3 separate regions of the Sus scrofa genome follow, and all the other regions are linked to region 2. The links are chromatin contacts, called in public HiChIP or PLAC-seq maps. All regions are on one chromosome and are shown on one strand. Each heading gives the region's core, a stretch centred on a gene start, on an enhancer-like site or on the middle of the called end of the contact. The rest is flanking DNA. Distances are from core to core; before and after follow the strand shown.

What was found. HiChIP or PLAC-seq counts read pairs in DNA pulled down with a chosen protein or histone mark.
Region 1: an H3K27ac HiChIP or PLAC-seq map of alveolar macrophages shows a contact between it and region 2. The contact joins two enhancer-like sites. A contact is called at or near these places in 1 of 47 Hi-C or Micro-C datasets (embryonic fibroblasts) and 2 of 2 datasets of contacts at active chromatin or transcription factors (alveolar macrophages and skeletal muscle).
Region 3: a contact with region 2 is called in an H3K27ac HiChIP or PLAC-seq map of alveolar macrophages. The contact joins two enhancer-like sites. A contact is called at or near these places in 1 of 47 Hi-C or Micro-C datasets (epiblast stem cells) and 1 of 2 datasets of contacts at active chromatin or transcription factors (alveolar macrophages).

Annotation. Positions count from the first base shown.
Region 1 is chr9:124,946,963-124,951,494 of Sscrofa11.1, reverse strand. The region is part of intron 1 of RGL1 (ral guanine nucleotide dissociation stimulator-like 1); the gene reads right to left. Among named protein-coding and RNA genes, the nearest start is that of APOBEC4, 85 kb to the right of the region's middle. Within about 2 kb of position 2,779, at least 21 of the 83 cell types and tissues checked have an H3K27ac peak or open chromatin away from gene starts, as enhancers often do. A contact at or near this core is called in alveolar macrophages, where this site is marked.
Region 2 is chr9:125,118,029-125,122,588 of Sscrofa11.1, reverse strand. RGL1 (ral guanine nucleotide dissociation stimulator-like 1) reads right to left here. Exons shown (of 19, transcript XM_003357576.5): 12 at 3,902-3,988; 13 at 2,279-2,311. Among named protein-coding and RNA genes, the nearest start is that of COLGALT2, 170 kb to the left of the region's middle. Within about 2 kb of position 1,493, at least 5 of the 83 cell types and tissues checked have an H3K27ac peak or open chromatin away from gene starts, as enhancers often do. A contact at or near this core is called in alveolar macrophages, where this site is marked.
Region 3 is chr9:124,888,923-124,893,395 of Sscrofa11.1, reverse strand. All of the region lies in intron 1 of RGL1 (ral guanine nucleotide dissociation stimulator-like 1), which reads right to left. Among named protein-coding and RNA genes, the nearest start is that of APOBEC4, 27 kb to the right of the region's middle. Within about 2 kb of position 2,360, at least 1 of the 83 cell types and tissues checked has an H3K27ac peak or open chromatin away from gene starts, as enhancers often do. A contact at or near this core is called in alveolar macrophages, where this site is marked.

The DNA.
Region 1 (4,532 bases), core at 1,530-4,029, 170 kb after region 2:
GGAGGAATGTAAAATGTTAGTTTCAGGGAAGGAAATCTGCTGAGTTTATCAGTTAATGCAAAAATCATTTTAACTAACTTCCAGATAGATTGGCCTTTCCACATCTCAGGTGGAAAAGCAGTCTGGGAGTTCCCGTCGTAGCGCAGTGGTTAATGAATCCGACTAGGAACCATGAGGTTGCGGGTTCGATCCCTGCCCTTGCTCAGTGGGTTAATGATCCGGCGTTGCCGTGAGCTGTGGTGTAGGTTGCAGACGCGGCTCGGATCCCGTGTTGCTGTGGCTCTGGCATAGACTGGCAGCTACAGCTCCGATTAGACCCCTAGCCTGGGAATCTCCATATGCCGCGGGAGCAGCCCAATAAATGGCAAAAAGACAAAAAAAAGAAAAAAGAAAAGAAAAAGCAGTCTGATAAGCAATGAGATCCTGCTGCATAGCACAGGAACTATATCTAGTCACTTGTGAAGGAACATGATGGAGGAGAATGTGAGAAAAAGAATGTGTGTGTGTGTGTGAGAGAGAGAGAGAGACTGGGTCAGTTTGCTGTACAGTAGAAGTTGACAGAACACTGTAAATCAACTACAATGGAAAAAATAAAAATCATTAAAAAAAAAAGAGCAATCTGTTCTCAGTCTTTCACTTCACCAAAAGCAAAAGTCTAATCCATTTCATTACAGTCATTTTACTAGGCCATCGAATAAATGGCAGGTCCTGATGGGGAGAAATCACTTTTAAAAAAACACTTCTGAGAGAGGTGGGTACAGTGAGTTGGCACTAGACCAATCCTTATCCTCTCTCAATCTCTAAGCAGCAAGGATATCATGATTTTTACATATAACGTGTATTCTTTTTTTTCTTTTCTGGCTGCACCCGAGGTATATGGAGGTTCCCAGACCAGGGGTCTAATTGGAGCTGTAGCCACCGGCCTACACCACAGACACAACAACGAAGGATCTGAGCCATGTTTGCAACTTACACCACAGACCAAGGCAACACCAGATCCTTAACCCACTGAATGAGACCAGGGATCGAACCCACAACCCATGGTTAGTAGTCGGATCCATTTCTGCTAAGCCATGACAGGAACTCCTATAACGTGTTTTTGTTTTTTTTTGTTTTTGTTTTTTTTGTCTTTTTTTTATATTTTCTGGGGCCTCACCCACAGCATATGGCGTTCCCAGGCTAGGGGTCTAATCAGAGCTGTAGCCACCGGCCTACACCACAGCCACAGCAACACCAGATCCGAGCCGAGTCTGTGACCTACACCACACAGCTGATGGCAACGCCAGATCTTTAACCCACTGAGCAAGGCCAGGGATCAAACCCACAACCTCATGGTTCCTAATTGGATTTGTTAACCACTAAGCCACGACGGGAACTCCTACATGTTATCTGATCTCTCATTAGATCAGATAACATCTTGGCCCATACTGATTACCTTCACCTAGTAATGATTAAATCTGGTTGGTCCTGCTGAATGCCCAGACACCAATTAGCCAGACCAACTAAGTGCAGGAAATCTTATATCAGGGCAGCATCTTCATTTCCATCTGACTATGTTGTTCCTTCCTTGGTCTTGACCTTTGAAAATAGGAATAAATGCCCATAAGTGGTGCTAAGGCCAAAAGAATGGGCCCAATATTCATCAAGTCTGGGGGAGGGAGGGAATCTGTGTACCATGTGTTAGGGTGACTTCTGCTACCAGCTCACATTTTTTTACTTGCTTCACAGCTTTTTGGGTCTGTACCTGTAATGTAATGTGGCAGACCTATCCCGGGTGTGTCAAAAACTCAATGACCCCAAAGAACACTAAGACAAGTAAAACAAGGAGAAACCACCAGAGATGCTGCTTCCTGACTCTGACCCTTGCAGAAATCTGGGTGATCTGTGCATCCAGAGCAAACCCAATAAAAAGTCAAAGCCATATACTATGGAATTTAACACAACCCTCCCAAAGGCTGGCACTTGCCACAGCACGATGACATTTTCATCAGTAAATGCAGTTATGCTGGTCATGTTCTGTGTACACTGGAAAAGATACAATCACTATTTTTCAATGATTTTGGGTATTTCCAATTATTTCAGTCTTTTAGTGAACTTCTTTTCTTTCTTCCATTTTTTTTTTCTTTCATGTCAACCTCTGTTAGGGATACCACAGAGGATGCATCCTGCATTCACATGTCTATTGGCAGCTATTGAATTTATCCTCCATAGCCCATGAAGGACAGAACCCTCACATTATTTTGGAGTGAACCAAAAGATCCTAAGCCTAAAGCCACTGGAGACCAAATTTTACTCTCAAATCTCAAACAGGTTTCCAAAGCACATTGGAAAACTGCTTTGCATAGCAGCAAAGTCAGGCATGTTTTCAACTCAGCCTGGAGGAAAGACATTGCTGGGATATACTAAATAGTTACTGACTTAGAACCCACTTTTCTTTAAGATTGCAAATATTCCTAGCAGGGCAAGCCTGGATTTCTCATTAGACCTTCAGAAAGCAGCAGCCATCCGTCGCCGTCTTTTCAAAGGTGGAATTAAATGGCTTGTGTACATCTATAGGGTTTCTGTGTTTGATCCTAGATTATGTTTTCACTAAGGTTAGGGGTTAGAGTTTTGACAGATGTGACTAGGATCTAATTGGCCCATTTTATCTGTCCTTTGCTCCACATGCATAGCCTATCGACAGCCAAATTTGTGAAATGTCTCAACTTTGATACCAACCAATGAGGGGTGGGTAGAATGCGGATTTGAATGCTCACTTAGGTTTCAGTTTTAGTTTCAGAGTCAGTATGAAATCCACGGCAGCATCTGTGACAGGAAATAAGGTTATTCCGCTCTGTCACCATTTCATTCCAGCTGGGTTGCAGTTTCTTTTCTCTTTCACTTTTCCCCTCCTTAAGCTTTTACTGGCCTTTCCACTTTCTCCATTTTTTTCATTGCCACTGCTTGACCTTGCTATTTCCAATAAACCAAAGTGGAAACTGAATGAGAGTGTCTTGGATTCACACCTCTTAGTGAGAAGAGCAATTGTGCAAATATATGATTCAACATCCCTGACTTCTTAGTTGAGGGAGTCAACAGGCCAATTTCTGACTTAACTGCAAAGAGAGGGCAAACTTTCAGGGATATGACAGGTTACTGAAACCCCACCCAACCCCACCCAGCACTGGAGGGATGGGGAAGTCTCCAGCCTTTTACTTATTGAGCCTAATCATCATGCCAGGTGTGTACGAGGTGGGGCAAAATAAAGATAAATAAGCATGTGTCCTCCTTTAATCAGTCTTCGTGCTGGGAGTTCTCAACCCAAACAACAGAGAAGCCCACAATCATTTGAAGAGAAAGAGATATACTTCAAAATGATAGGATAAGTATTAGAAGACAGATATGCACAAGGGCGTTACCTTGAGAGCTCTGTGAGGAAAGAATTCCCCATTCACTGAAGCTCAGAGCAGTTAAGTGACTCACCCAAGGTCACACAGCAGAATGCAAATTTGAAAATAGGTCTCTAACTCAAAACAGAGCTTCCCTTTCCATTCTATAATGGCCTTTCACAATTTTCACAGACCTGTGCCTATGCTAATTTGGCTTTGTAACTTCAATGTTTAAAGAAAAACACTTAGCTCTTTGTACTCAGGTAGCAGGACCAGAAGGGTTATCTGAAAAGTCTGCTTTCTAATCTGTGCTTCCTTATCTACCAAAGCTGGGAGTCTGCTTCTTCCCGCCGCCCTCATGATCCACTCTGCCAGCTCCTCTCCATTCTCCGATGCCTCTCACACTTCCCCAGGCCTGCCCTCCCAGAGCTAAATAATTATTCCACTATTGCTACAAAGTGGCAGAAAAGAGAAGCAAAAAATTGACACTGCCAGTTCGCTCACTTCTTATTCACATACGTACATTTTTGCTACAAAACTATGATGATCTGGAAGCCTAATTATTTTTTGAAGACTTCCTTTAAAGCAACATATGGACCCTATTACAGTACTCACTGACTTCTTTTGCCTCTGCTCTGGAGGGCGATGGGTTTATGATTTACAGCTCAAGTGAATGCAGTGCTCAGGTTCATTGCTCCAATTTGATTACAGCTGACACAGATTCTGGACACCAGACAGATTTTCATTATTATTAACCTCATTGTGGACTGAAAAATGACGTGCACGCTGCACACAGAAGGAATTCAGCTTAAGCAGACTCAGAGCTTCCGTGCACTCACTGCATCTCCCCTCTTCCATGTGGACACAAAGCAAGTGCAGGGTTTCACTTTTTTATCCTTTTGTATGTCCTGGAAAGGAATTTCAGGCTAGTTGCTTTGTGAGTATAACATCAGCCGGAGGGTGAAATATAGCAAAATCAGGTCCAAATAGTTTTGAGATCTTACCTGAGAAATAAGCGTATTGATTAAGTCTGCCTAGAAATCTGTCCGTGGGCTGCCTGTGTGAAGGTTGATTAAATCTCTCTGCTTCCCCGGCGCAGACCCCCAGAGTGGCTTGGATGTATTCCAGTTGCACTGAAACCAAACAAAGCACCTCTGATTTGAA
Region 2 (4,560 bases), core at 244-2,743:
ACTCTGCTTCACTGAGGTCTTTGTATGCTTTTGTGGCCTAGCCTGCTTTCTCCTTGAAAAAGCAATTTACATGAATAAAACAAGCAACCAAAGCAGCTCAAAATAGGTACTACCTTAGGTCAGAGTGGCTTCTTTATTTCTCTTTTCCATTTTCACTCTTGGGACAGAAAAGTTATGTGGGTTTTTTGGGGTTTTTTTGGTTTTTTGTTGTTGTTGTTTAAGGCTGAGTCCTTCTAACATGTACTGAAAAATTCTATTTCCTAAAAGCTAAAGGGAGAAATTAAGTCAGGAAGCGCCCGGCTTCCCCACCCCCCATCTTCTTCAACCCATACCCCTCAATAAATCCGTTTTGCTAGAGGGTTGAATATCTAAACAGCCCAGGGCCTCGTAAACTCGAATGTTTAGATTTCCTGAATCCTTGGGTTTTTACTGCTCCAGTAAATCATTTCACTCCATCTTTTAAGCTCACAAGAGAAGCAAGTGTATAATTATGTCCAAAATTATTTATACTTCTTTAGATGTTTCAAAAAAGATTTCTGTAAGGCAGCAATGACTGTAAGCTTGAGCTTTAGATTTTACACTTAAACTTTCCCAAAGTCTGGAGTTCCCGTCGTGGCGCAGTGGTTAACGAATCCGACTAGGAACCATGAGGTTGCGGGTTCGGTCCCTGCCCTTGCTCAGTGGGTTAACGATCCGGCGTTGCCGTGAGCTGTGGTGTAGGTTGCAGACGCGGCTCGGATCCCGCGTTGCTGTGGCTCTGGCGTAGGCCGGTGGCTACAGCTCCGATTCAACCCCTAGCCTGGGAACCTCCATATGCCGCGGGAGCGGCCCAAGAAATAGCAACAACAACAACAACAACAAAAAAGACAAAAGACAAAAAAAAAAAAAAAAAAAAAAAAAAACCTTTCCCAAAGTCTAACATGCTGGTCTTCAAAGGAAAAAGATTACCCCGAGGGGCCATTCTCTAGTTAAAGGACAGAGACGGGTACCGTGGAGGCAACAGCGGAATTTATGATTCCACGACCGAAGGAGCCCAACGACTGGCAGACTCCATAGGTGTCAACTTCCCATCCAGTGACCTCAACCCTTGGCCTCAGTATCCCCCAGGAACGCGTGCCATCCTACGCTGCCAGGGACAGAGGACTTACAATCGTCCAGGGTAGCATATCTTGTTACTTAGGAGTTCAGCCTGGTTAGTTCCTGAAACTTTGGTTCTAACTGCAATGTCATTTCCTCCTGGAAGCTGCTCTGACCCCACGAGTTGGGGATAAATGCCCCACACATGTGCTCCCATAATATCCACTGTTTCCACTCATGAGCCCTTATCAGGGCTATATTATAACTGCCTGTGTGTCTACCTTCTTCCTTGATTATGAACTTGGTGAGGGCAGGGAGCTCTGGATTTTTTTCTGCTGCAACGCCCAAACGTATCACAATGCCTGACCCATGTCAGGTCTGCAGTCAGCATTCGTGCGCTCAAAGAATGAATGAGTAACTAAAGAACAAGGACAATGCTCTGGAGTGACGTTATTATTTTGCTCACTCCGTTTCCTCTGAATTATTTAAATCCACCATTTCGACACTAAAACCACAGTGAATTTTCAAAGCTCTGTTTTATTTAGGGCGGTGCAGAAATGCTTTACTCTCCACAGAAAAATGCGAATTCATGCTGAATGCTCCACAGGAGAGGCCGAGAATCATTAGCCGCATGTAACAATGCAGACCGTTTCCTGTCCTCTCTCCACCAGGCCACCTTCACCAATGCTTCTAGCTCAGAAACGCTTCCAAAACCCTTTCTCCTCCACAGAATGAACCCGTTACTGCGGAAGCGGATTGCAAAGAAAGAGATGGTGAGGGGGTCAAGACAGACACGTGGGAGTTCTCTTGTGGAGCCACAGGTTAAGGACCTGGCGTTGTCACTGCTGCAGCCTGGCCTCCATCCCTGGCCCAGGAACTACCACATGACACGGGGGCAGGACCGATCTGAACCCCGGCTGTGCTGGCAGGTGACGCTGGGCAAGTTACTTCCTCTCTCTGAATCCTGGCTCCTTCATCTTTGAATTGAGGATGATAAAACCTACCTCACAGGGCTCTCGGGCAGTAACACATGGGACGATGCCACGCAGGACAATATAAGATAAATTTTAGTTCAGTAAATGCTAATTCCCTTTTTTTTTTTTTTTTTGCCTCTATTAAAAACTGAAGTCTCCATTTCTTTTAATTTCTTTCATCCCCAAATAAAGTAAAATGGAAAACCGCAGGCGAGACCCCTACTCACCCTTCTCCTCTTCTCAAAGTTTATCAGTCCACCCTGAAAAAAAAAAAAAATTAAAAAGAGTGACAAACCATGCTACTTTGAAACACAGGCCTATTTGTGCTAGGTCTTATTAAAATAGCTCAAAGGGATAATAAAGTCACAATTATTATTATTATTTTGGTCTTTCTGCCTTTTCTTTTGCCTTTTTTTTCTGCCGGCCTACACCAGAGCCACAGCAACTCGAGATCCGAGCCGCGTCTGCAACCTGCACCACAGCTCACAACAACGCCGGATCCTTAACCCACTGAGCAAGGCCAGGGATCAGAACCCACAACCTCATGGTTCCTAGTCGGATTCGTTAACCACTGAGCCACGACGGGAACTCCTAAAGTCACAATTATTAGCGACACCATAATTATGCTACTGTGGAGGAAGAGATGCATCATTTGCTTAAGAAAAATAGTCTTTTAATGATAATAGCACAGGATAGGCAGACAGGCTTCTCTTAGAACGTCTGAAACCAACTAAAATAGTAAATAATGATGAAGGATTTCTAACACAGAATCCAAACACATTTGCAGAGCTAGTCAAGGCAAAAACTTGAGTAAATGTTCTGTTACACTTTTTTTTTTTTCTTGACCAAAAGCAACAAAACAAATGGCCATTGACTCATTACTAGAAACCAAATTGTCAATGGTTTATCAAAAGGGAAGTCGTTTCTAATAACATCATCACAAGAGTTAAGTTTCAATTCTCCACCTGCCAGCTCCTATTCTTGGTAGGCTGAATTTAACTTCTCCATCAGTGGTCACGCCCCACAAATTCCCCAACACTTAGGAGTGTTTCCTGAGATAAGCTGGGACAGAGGATGTGAAGAGGCAGAGAGCCTCTCTCCAAGAGCGAGCAGGTCCACAGCCCTGAGGACGACCGTGGAGGTGGGTCCATGCAAAATAACTGCTACTCCTTCTAATCCTGATACAGTAAAAAGCGGGTGGACTGCATGTGATCGTGTGATAACCAGGAAGGTGAGATAAATTTAAACATACAAAAAAAATCCTCACACTGCATCGCAAATACCAAATCCTTTCTCCATGTAATAATATTCGATTGTCACTGACAAGCAGTTTATTTTATTAGGTTTTACTCCTTTTCCAATTCTCAGAAGGAGAGAGAGGGAGAGGGATGGGGAAGAGGCAGGCCGGTGGGGGGTGGGGGGATATGAAACAAAAAAGGGATATTTAGACCCTATGGATCTGACTGACCCCCTCCCCCGGCAGGTAGACTGTTACGGCTTATCTTTCCCTCAGCTCCACCTGCCAAAGTCCCACCCAAAATCACGGCCCCGCTCAAACCCGCTCCTTTGTAAGGCCCTGCCATGACCCCCCCCCCAATGTGGAGCCCCTCTACTCTCACCGCATTTGTGCTTGAATTCTTACTATCTCCATCCGTCACTGCCTGCTTCCGTCTACACCTTCCACTGGATTGTGAGCCACTGCGGGCGTTACTCATCCCTGTATTCCTCACAGCACCCAGCACAATGCCACGGTCACAAAGAGGCCGCCACACACTGGCACACGTGCTTTTCTCTCTGGGGTAACTCAGGAGAGGGCTGCGGGTCCCCCCGCCCCGGCGGCCAGCACTCACCTCGATGTAGTCCTGGAGGGCGGTGTCCAGCATGGTGAGGTCCGTCAGGAAGGTGCCCAGGTAGGGCACGGTCCCCTGCATCACGCCCTGAGGAGCAAGCGCAGCAAAACCATCTGTCAGTGGAGGCTCAGGGGCTCACGGCCTCTGCGCTGGACCAAATGGACCTGCAGTCCACGAACTCGGGCAGTGGGTGTTACATGGCTGGGGGACCTCGACACCATTTGGAGAATACTTAAGGACCATTCAAGGCCTGGTTTAAGGCCACTAGTGCTAACCTCCATGAAAGAGATTTTTTTTTTTTTTGTCTTTTCTAGGGCCGCACCTGCAGCATATGGAGGTTCCCAGGCTAGGGGTCTAATCAGAGCTATAGCTGCCAGCCTACACTGCAGCCACAGCAATGCCAGATCCAAGCTGGGTCTGCGACCTACACCCCAGCTCATGGCAACGCCGGATCCTTCACCCACTGAGTGAGGCCAGGGATCGAACTCGCAACCCCGTGGTTCCTAGTCAGATTCGTTAACCACTGAGCCACAACGGGAACTCCTTGAAAGAGATTTTTTTTAATTCCTACACAAAGTCTCCACCAGGGCAGGACCAGGCTGCCTGACCTGCGTGAGGCTGGCTGTTTCCTCAGCTAGAGCTGCCTGGAGAGGCTGACA
Region 3 (4,473 bases), core at 1,111-3,610, 230 kb after region 2:
CTAGAAATGTTAATAAAGTCATCACTGAGAGCAGGATGCTTGAAATGGATGTTGAAAGAACTAGTATGAATTTAACGGATGAGCTAGAATGGGGAAGGCATCCCAGGAGAGGAACAGCAAACGCAAAGGAACAAACGCGTGGAAGTAACACGTCGCCTTCGTCCCTTCCTCTCTTTCCCTAGTCAGCCAACTCACTTTTCGTATTTGCTCACATTTCAGTAAAGACAACTCATTTCATCTTCAGGATTATTTACTTGAACGTAACAGGAGTTTATTTTTAAAGACTGAGGAAGGTGCATTGCCTAGCAAATATGTCAAAATGCTAAATAAGTTCAGAATTTTGGGCTTGGGAAGCCAGTCCAAATCCAAATTATGGATGTGGAAAAAAAGTAGATGTGACAGACTCAACATTCATATTTTAGGTTATATGTTTTCATAGAGAAAAATTTTACTATAATTTTAATTGTAATGATCTGCCTGTCTTCAAGGGATAATAGAATATCAAAAAGTGGTTTTAAAGTTATTTATCTAATGTTTCCATTCCTGTGTCATTCATTTCTCCAAATGAGTTTCAGTTCCTTTGCCTGCTGGCTTTATAAACCTCTCTTGGGCTTTAACAGCCATGGAATCACTTTTACTGTGAAGTTTAATATCCTGCTTTAAAATCCAAATATGATTCACATATTGCATCTTCAGTATTTCTAAAACAAAACAATCTGCTTGGACTTAAAAAAATTACTTTTCCCCAAAACACTTAAAAACATGCTTTCCAATATCTGGAAATGGGACTCGTTTAAATACACTCAATAATACTTCTTTGGGCTCATTTTCCTGCCATTTTAAGAAGAAAAAATAATAACACTGCTAAAGTAATTTTATTTAAGAAATAGGCACTAGTGGTATTAAAATGCATATAGTCTGGTTTTTTTAAAGTTTTTTTTTTTTAAGTCAAGAACAAATGGTTGCCAAGGTGCCATTCTTGGCACTTATTACTTTTTCAGAGACCTGAGCCTATAATTGCTTTTAAAGACATGAAAACCTTCATTTTTTCTCCCCTGATAAAGTCAAAGACTTCATGGAGTTCCCGTCATGGTGCAGTGGTTAACGAATCCAACTAGGAACCACGAGGCTGCGAGTTCAATCCCTGGCCTTGCTCAGTGGGTTAAGGATCCGGCGTTGACGTGAGCTGTGATGTAGGTCACAGACTCGGCTCGGATCCCAAGCTGTGGCTCTGGCGTAGGCTGGTGGCTACAGCTCCGATTCAACCCCTAGTCTGGGAACCTCCATATGCCACCGGAGTGGCCCAAGAAAAGGCAAAAAGACAAAAAAAAAAAAAAAAAAAAAAAAAAAGCCAAAGACTTCATATCTGAGATCCTAGAGGATGCTCAGAAATTTATAATAAAGACATAAAGCCTCACTGATGGTGCTACATAAAAGGTGTTTTTATTATTGTTAACCTCAGATACACAAAAACAATCAGTTAAACAAGCAAGCAAAACTTCCCCAAAAAAGTCATTTAAAACTATTTTTTTTTCCTTTTTTAGGGCCACACCCGTGGCACATGGAGGTTCCTGGGCTAGGGATCCAATCAGAGCCACAGCCACAGCCACAGCAGATCTGAGCTACATCTGTGACCTACACCACAGCTCATGGCAACACTGGATCCTCAACCCACTGAGCAAGGCCGCAACCTCATGGTTCCTAGTTGGATTTGTTTCTGCTGCTCCACAACAGGAACTCCTAAAACTACTGTGAGTTGTTTCATATAACTGAGTTCAGCTCTTGGCCTCTTCATAGCCACTGGAGTTCTAGGAGCCCCCAAAGTTGAAAACAGCAAGAGAATGAAAACCTGGATCCTCATACTATAAGGGTGAGATAATGATAATAAAAATAAAAATAGAATTACCATATGACCCAGCAATTCCACCCCTAGGTATTTATCCGAAGGAAACAAAAAGACTAATATAAAAAGACATATGCACCCCTATGTTCACTGCAGAATTATTTATAATAGCCAAGATATGGAAGCAACCCAAGAGCCATCATAGATGAATGGATAAAGATGTAGTATATATGTATACAGCGGAATATTAGCAATTAAACAAGAATGACATCTTGCCATTTGCAACAACATAGAAGGGCCTGGGGGTATTATACCAAGTGAAACAAACCAGACAAAGACAAATACTTATGATATCACTTATATGCAGAATCTAAAAATCAAAACAAATGAACAAACCATGAACAGAATTATAGATACAGAGAACAAATAGGTGGTTGCCAGAGGGGAGGGAGGTGGAGAAAGAAAGAAATAGTGAGGGAGATTAAAAGTTACAAACTTCCAGTTGCAAAATAAATGAGTCACCTAGGAGGACACGTACAGCATAGGGGAATATAGACAACAACTATGTAATATCTGTGTTATGGTGACATATCATAGCTAGATTTCTCATACTGTCATTTTGAAATGTATAGAAATATCTTTTTCTTTTTTTTTTTTTTTTTGGTCTTTTGTCTTTTTAGGGCCGCACCCGAGGCAGATGGAGGTTCCCAGGCTAGGGGTCAAATCAGAGCTACAGCTCCTGGCCTACGCCACAGCCACAGCAACGCGTGATCCAAGCTGCGTCTGCGACCTGCACCACAGCTCATGGCAACACCAGATCCTTTACCCACTGAGCAAGGCCAGGGCTTGCACCTGGATCCTCATGGATACTAGTGGGGTTCCTTAACCACTGCGCCACTATGGGAACTCCTCAAATGACCCTGTCGTGTGACAAGAACTAACATAGTGGTGTAGGTCAGTTACACTCCAAAAACAAAAAAACAAACTCAGAGAAAAAGAGATTCGATTTACCAGAAGTACAAACTCTCAGGTACTAGTGATACACAGCATGAGTACTAGTGATATACAACATGATAAATATAATGAACACTACTATATGTCATATAGAAAAGTTGTTAAGAGAGTAAACTCCCAAGAGTTCTTATCACAAGGAAAAATATTTTTCTTTTTTCTATTTAATTTTGTATCTCTCTGAGATGATGGATGGTCACTAAACTTACTGTGATAATCTTTTCATGGTAAAATAAATATTTTTTCAAGATAAATTATATCTTCATAAAGCACTATTAGCATTCAAAAATAATAATACATTGTATTTGTATCATATTTTATACTTAGAATTCTTTCCCAAGGTTCACCTCATGGGATCATCTTAAACCTTTGAAAGAGATAACAAACCTAGATTCCAGAAGTCATGTGCCCAAGGACATGTGGCCGGCTAGTGGCAAGATCAGAATCTAAGCCCAGATCTTGCTGGTACAAAAAAAAAATTTTCCATTGTACTAAATATAGAATAACCAAATCAATCTCTCTCCCCACATTTCCCTCATTTTGTTTTTCATTTCTTAATAGAGTCATTGATTTTTTTTTAATGTAGTATTTCAGGATCCTCTAAGGATCTAACCTTCATTTTAAGGTCTAACTTTCATTTTAAGTTGCCAACATTAAAAATGTATTAATCATCCCAATATCAATTTCCTCTTTACTCAAAGTTAACCTTACTGGATGAAGGGCAATCCAAAGCAAATAAAGAGATTCTGCATTCACTTCTCTTTTTTCTTTTTTAAACCACGGCTGAAGGGTATACTGAATGCCTACTCTCAACAGCAAAAGTTTCTTCCCATTCATTTACAGGGTCAGGCCTCTCTCAGAAAATGGTATAATTGGTTTCATTTTTTGGTTTCCACAGAAAACCTGTCAGAAATATCTCAGGGAGCACAAGATGCATGCAATGAGGCTCAACAATACTATATATTTAAGAGTGTAAGACTCTATATTCATCTTACGAAGAACATATTATTAAATAAAAGTCTTTTAACATTTTTCAAAAGAGCCCTAAAAAAGCCAACAAAGGAGTAATTTTTGCTGAATTCCCAACTATGAAAAAGCGCCAGATTTCTTCCTTTCATTAATTCATTTGATCATCATTCATGCATTCATTGGACATGAAATTCCCTAGTCCTAGGCCCTGGGGATTCAGTGGTAACAAGATAAGTTACCACTTATAAGTCTCTCCTTATAGGGCTTGCATTCTAGAGGGAAGAAGACAGCAACAAATTCATAACAAATAATGTTCTATATTGTTCATTACAGTGAAAAGATAAAACAAGGTAATGAGGGGAGCAGGGAAACCAGTTGGGAAGTGAATATGGAAGCCCAGGTAAGAGAGATGAAAGTAGGTTGGTGAAAAATAGTTAGATTTAGCTCTTGATGATGGATTTGACATCAAGCTTGAGAAAGAGGGAAACTGAGGATTATTCCAAGATTTTGTCTGAGGAAATGAGTGCCTCATGATGCCATTAGCCAAGAGGGAAAGGACCTTGAGAGAAACAGGATGGGGTAGGGACGTCAAGGATGCTGTCTATTGTTAACGGAAGTGTGAGATACCATCAAAATGGAGATGGTGAAAA